2 separate regions of the Mus musculus genome follow, and region 1 is linked to region 2. Evidence: chromatin contacts called from public Hi-C data. All regions are on one chromosome and are shown on one strand. The core of a region is the stretch at or near the end of the contact, and the rest is flanking DNA. Distances in the headings are between cores, read along the strand shown.

The links. A called contact is a pair of places that touch in the nucleus more often than the background predicts.
Region 1: a contact with region 2 is called in a Hi-C map of B cells, with 5 read pairs. The contact joins the promoter of Lrp6 here to the promoter of Tulp3 in region 2. A contact is called at or near these places in 1 of 39 promoter capture datasets (cranial neural crest) and 1 of 484 Hi-C or Micro-C datasets (B cells).

What each region holds. Positions count from the first base shown.
Region 1 is chr6:134,565,342-134,568,194 of GRCm38.p6, reverse strand. Lrp6 (low density lipoprotein receptor-related protein 6) reads left to right here and starts at 1,282. Exons shown (of 23, transcript NM_008514.4): 1 at 1,282-1,552. The coding sequence starts at 1,498.
Region 2 is chr6:128,354,374-128,357,151 of GRCm38.p6, reverse strand. It overlaps Tulp3 (tubby-like protein 3), which reads left to right and starts at 1,301. Exons shown (of 11, transcript NM_011657.2): 1 at 1,301-1,414. The coding sequence starts at 1,374. It overlaps Rhno1 (RAD9-HUS1-RAD1 interacting nuclear orphan 1), which reads left to right. Exons shown (of 3, transcript NM_001326585.1): 3 at 1-152.

The DNA.
Region 1 (2,853 bases), core at 33-2,532, 6.2 Mb before region 2:
TGTGTGATGGCTGGACAGGACACAGCTGATGGTTAACGTTTGGAGCTGGCTGGCCTAGGCTGAAGCTGGCCAGTTGACTGCAGAGGGCATTTGGGCTATTACTTGGAAATGCCCACTGCACATGTAGTGGTAGAGGTTGTTTTGGGGGCTCCTTTTTTTCTCTCAGACCTGTAACCCCTCCCCCTGAAAAGACATGTTTTATTTTCTCTTTGCTGTTAGCTACTAAGGATTTTCTCTCTCAGTTTAGAAAGCTTTAGTCCTTGTCAGCTTAGTTCACAAAAAAAGGTCTGTATTTCTTGGAAGGCAATAAACAAACAAACAAAAAACTATTGTTTTTTTTCTTTAATTTTTTTCTTAGTTTATATTTATTGTATGTAATGATGGATAAGATTCAAGCACATAATTTTCTTTTAACATGTGTGTGCCTCTTCCCCCAACATTAGCTTCACTCTTTTTCCCAGATAGTCATACTTTTATTTTCTTATCATCTATGTGTTAACTCATATATAAAGGCATTTCTACACACACACACACACACACACACACACACCCCTAGATCCACATATGAGGGAAACTTGTCTGAGTAAGGTTTACTTATGTGTATACAATCCCACAATCTTTGTCTTTTCCCCATGTGTGTGACTTTATGTGTATATGTAAAGCAGGCTCCACACTAGGAGAAAAACATACTTTTTTTTTTTTTTAAAGTCCGAGTCTGGTTTATTTTACTTCCTATGATGAGGATTCTCAACCCAGTCCACTAGCGATGTGCTCCGCGTTGGCTTCTGCACACCGTTCCCCTGGCCCGCCGCTTCGGGAAAGCGTAAGCCGCAATGGCACTTTGATTTTCCTACGTCCCGGGGCAGCCCCGGGGTCCGCAGCTCCACCTGGCTCGGCGGCCGGGCGCACAAAGAGCGGCGCGGGCGGCGACGGGCCGGGACGCAGAAAGTAGTCCCGACCACGCCGGCCCCAGTGTCGGCCGACGTCGCCTCACGCCCTCCGCCGCCCGGGGAAAGAATCCCATCGGAATGCGCCTCGGGAAGACCTTATCCCCGCAGCGTGCGGGGGCTCGCGAGGCTCAACCCGCGGGGGCTCTCCGGGGAGTCGGCGCGCGCGGCGGTCGCGGCTCCCGGGGTCCGGCCGCGGCGCGCTGAGGACGGGGGTGGGGGGAGTCGGGCGCGCAGGGAGACGGCGGCGGCCCCGCGGCGGATCCCTGCGCCGCTGCGAGAGGAAGAGGCTGAATGAGGCGCCGCGCGGGGGACGTGGGGCGCCGCGGGAGGAGGCGGCGGCATGGGGGCAGGCGCTGGCGTCGCGCGAGCCCGGGCCGGAGCGGCGCGCTAGAGCCCTGACGTGCGCCCTTTTCTTTCTTCTCGCGGCCGCGGAAAGCATGAGCGTGCAGACCCGCCGCTGCGGCGGCCGCCCCGGCTCCTCGCCCGCGCGTCCCCTGGCCGCCGGGCGCCGGTGAGGGCCGCGAGCGCGCGCGGTGGTGGGGGGAAGATGGGGGCCGTGCTGAGGAGCCTCCTGGCCTGCAGCTTCTGCGTGCTGCTGAGAGGTGAGGCGAAGCGAGGCGAGGCCGGGGGAAAAGTTGCCGGGGTCCCGGGAGGGGGAGGGGAGGTGGCGGGGACAGCGGCGGGGACAGAGGCCTGGCGCTGGGGAGCCGCGCGAGGAAGGGGCCCGCGGTCGGGGGCCGCGCCCGGCCGCCGCGCACACCCCTGGCCGGCCCCGCGGCGCCGCCGGACAAAGCTGCGGGCCTCGGGGGGACCCCTGGCCCCCCGCACTCCATCGGAATGACTGACGGTGCCCGGCTCGCCTGCACTCGGGGCAGAAAGGGGCTTTTGTAGTTGCGCTTTCAGCACCATTGGTGTTGACCTCCCTCTCCCTCGAAGCCTGAGCTCACCTTTCCCGTGTCTCTTAGGTGAACTTTTTTCTTCTTCTTTAAACCCCACTATTTTTTTTTTCCTTCTCCCCTCTCTAGGCCTTGTTACAACTAATAATTGTCTTCCGCGGGGATAGAATGGTCCTGGGTGAGAGCACAGTTGGAAATTGACTCTAGGGTGATAGGTCGCGCTTTTCAGCATTCGGGATCATCTGAGCCCATAATAAAAACACAAACGTTGCCCTCGTAACCCCTGGTATTCAGGACTCGCCCCCTGTTTGCGGAGTGTGCAAGTGTACAGTTGGCACCAAGTAGGGAAGTCATCCTTGTGTGGCGAGGAGCCTATCCTGGGAACTAAATTATCATTTGCTGGGCACCCCTGGGAACTGCTTGGCACTTTAGTAAATAACAGAGAATGCCCTGGGTAATTTGCTATGGGAATCGCTTAAACGTAGTGGCTCTGTGGTGTTTTGAATTTGGACTGTGAGGCTGAGACGTACGTCCTGACTTTTTGTTGTGTGACAGTTTGCAATGGAAACCTTGTCGACTGGTCTTCAGTTGATGAGCGATGGGGGCTGGTGCCATGGAGAGTGTTGCCTGTGCAAGAATTGAGGTGCTGTTTGACGCCGTATCTTGTTGTTCGCTTTTGTTAACTTACCTGTGCCAGTTAATGGGACCTCTCTGGGATTCTTAGTTATTAATTTAACAAGCTCAACGTTTAAGTCCGTCAGAAGTATGGAAGTTTGCAAAGTAGGATAGTAACTAACAATCTTATGATGTAAATGGGACAGCCTATCATCTATGCATGTGTGTATTTGAATAAGACTATTTGCCTTAAAACCCCCCCACCATTTTCTAAAAATAAGCGTATCCCGAATTGTCTAGTCCTTTTTGCAAATACCAGAAAGATAATTGCTGTTTTAATTTCCATGGCAGAGAACTCAATGTTATTACTCAAGAGATTTAATAATCAAGTG
Region 2 (2,778 bases), core at 52-2,551:
GACGGATGAGTACTTTAGGTTTGTGTTTTGAGATGTGTTTACAGTGGAAGAAATATGACGCTATCACATGTGGTGGAGAAATGGATTCCTATCAGTAACTTATCCTATGTGTACATAAAGTGGAAGCTCACACTCTAGTGTGGGTAGTGTGGATGTGCCTGTCTCAGTGGTCCTCTTACTCATTCAAATAGCATCTCTTTCAACCCTACTCATTTAGCACTAGCCCTTTCTAGACCAAGCAGAGCTTATGAGTGAAGATTTGTAGCACACACACACACACACACACAAAGGAGCAATCCAGAGTCCCACAGGGAGAGGGGCTAAGTGAGTGCAATGCTTTCCTAGCCTATGTGTGCAGGTATCATATTCCCTAGTTTTCAAAAATTAATTTCTGGGACCTGGAGAGGTGGCTCAGCAGTTATGAGCCCTGGATGCCCGGAGGCGCGAGTTCTATTCCCAGCACCCACATGGTGACTCACAACCATCTGTAACTCCAGTTCCGGGGTATCTGACAGCCTTGGGCACCAGGGATGCATATGATATGCAGACATACACATAGGTGAAACATACACATAATAGCCTAGGGCACGATGGCACATGCCTTTAATTCTAGCACTAGGGTGACAGAGGCAGTAGGATCTCAGAGTTCCAGACCAACCGAGGATAGTATAGTGAAATCCTGTCTCAAAATAAATACATTATTTTTTAAGTGAATTTTTGGATTCAACATCAGTGTGACTTTGGCCTTACTAATTAAGTTTATATGCTATAGTTCTGGTCATAAAGTCCTATAGGGACCAAAGCCACAAAGGCATTGATGGCTGGAGGCATGATTTACTGCAGAGAGGACAGCTTAGCTGCTACCCTCACTAAATAAGGACATTTGCTGAAGGTCCCCAGGTAGGGATCCCTCAGTCGGGCTTTGGGCAAAGGCTGGTTTGGGAGGCTGAAGGCCTCGGCTATCCCAGAGTCGGTGGTCAGATGCTGAGGCTTCAGGTGATAAAGAGTAGAAAACCCAAGGCAGCAGCCTGGATGTTCTCGGTGCCACAGAGGGGTGCTGGGGATCGCTCTGTGGGGGCCAGTCCCGGAGCGGTGGAATGGAGCAGCAGACTCTTCCGACCCAACCCCGGGGGGCTGCTCCCGGATCTAGCGCACGCGCCTTCGCCTCCCGGTGCCTCCCGCCCCCTGGAAACCCTCCAGCATCATGGCTAACGCCATTTGCCAGTGAGAGGGGAGCGTAGGGCACTGGACCAATGGGCGTCGGCGACAGTGCGGGGTGTGGTTGTCAGGGGCGGGGCCCGATCTCCTCCATCCTCTCCAGCCGGGCGGCGGCGTCTCGGGGTCTGGACGCTGATGCCACCGGTCGGGCGGGTATGGAGGCGGCGCGCTGCGCACCCGGACCCCGCGGGGACAGGTCAGGCGGCGGTGGGGCGGGCTGGGGTCTCCAGGGTGGGCGGGCAAGAGCGGAGGCCAAGATCGGGTCCCCAGCTGAGCAGGCGCTTTGCACACCCCGCGTCGCCAGAGCGCTCTCGCGTCTCTTTCCTGGAATTTACCCCGAACCTGCTCACCCTACTCCCCAAGGGCCTCCGATTCCCTCATTTGCAATGCGCTGTGCATCCCGTGCCGCCAGCACTCTTGAGCCGCTCCCCTGGAGTTTACCCTGGACCAGCTCGCCCTGCTCCCCTGGGGTCTCGATTCCCTTACTTGCAATGCGTTCGCCCTCCCCCATGTCTTTCACGAGTAGGATCAGAACTGAGCTGGAAGGAGGGCACTCTTGGGAGTCGACGCGGAAGGTCGCGAGTGATGGTTAATTGGTTCCAAGGCCGTTGCATTTGGCAGTCATTGCGGAATTCTGGAACGAGTCCGAGAGCTGAAAATGCAAAACTGTTCTTTTCTTCTTTCTTCCTTCCCCTGAGTTCTAGCAGTTCTTTCAATCAGGACTTAGTTTAGACTGATCCGTACTCTTGCTCGTGCCCCTGGCTTTTCTACCAATACCCCTCTTTTTGCCTGGTTCACATGGTGAGCTTGGAAAGACAAACGGGCTGCAATCTCAGCCTGTTCATTTCTTGTCAGCTAGGCTAACGAAAAGTTAATGGGGGGCCGTGTGAAATCACTGGCTCAAAACTTTGGCATGGTGTGAGGATTAAAATCAAACACGCCAACTACATTCTTCCTTTACCATTCCATTACCACAGCGATAAAGGCTTGGCGTGTTAGGATTTGGTCTGACGTTTAAACTGGTTTTTAACTGATCCGAAACCATATTTTACAAAGTTATAAAGACGGAATAGCGACCCCCCCACCCCCCGTGGGTCCCATCCAGACTAGGCTTCCCTGAAACTTAATAATAAGTTAATAAGGAGGACTTTGAACATTTGCCCCCTACCTCTGCCTCCCAAGGCGTCACCTGTTTTAATCTTTCATCAACTAAATTCTATAAACATGATAGCTGCTCTCTGAAATTTGTTTACAACTTCTCCATTTTGGGAACCGAAGATCCATTTACAAGGGTAAGGTCGGGGTAGGAAAGTTAGAATTCAGCGTGTATCCGGTTGAAATCAAATGATATCGCGTTCAGTTGAGGGATTTAGTTGTTAACGAAATGATTTTTAGAGAAGTAAATTTCTTAGGGATGTGATTTTATTTTTATTTTATTTTTTGAGATAGGTCTTATGAAGCAAGACTGAAACTCGATATTCAAACCAGGTTAGCCTCAAACTCATACAGACCCATCTGACTCTGCCTTCCATGACTCATGATTTTAGGGAACAAGGACTT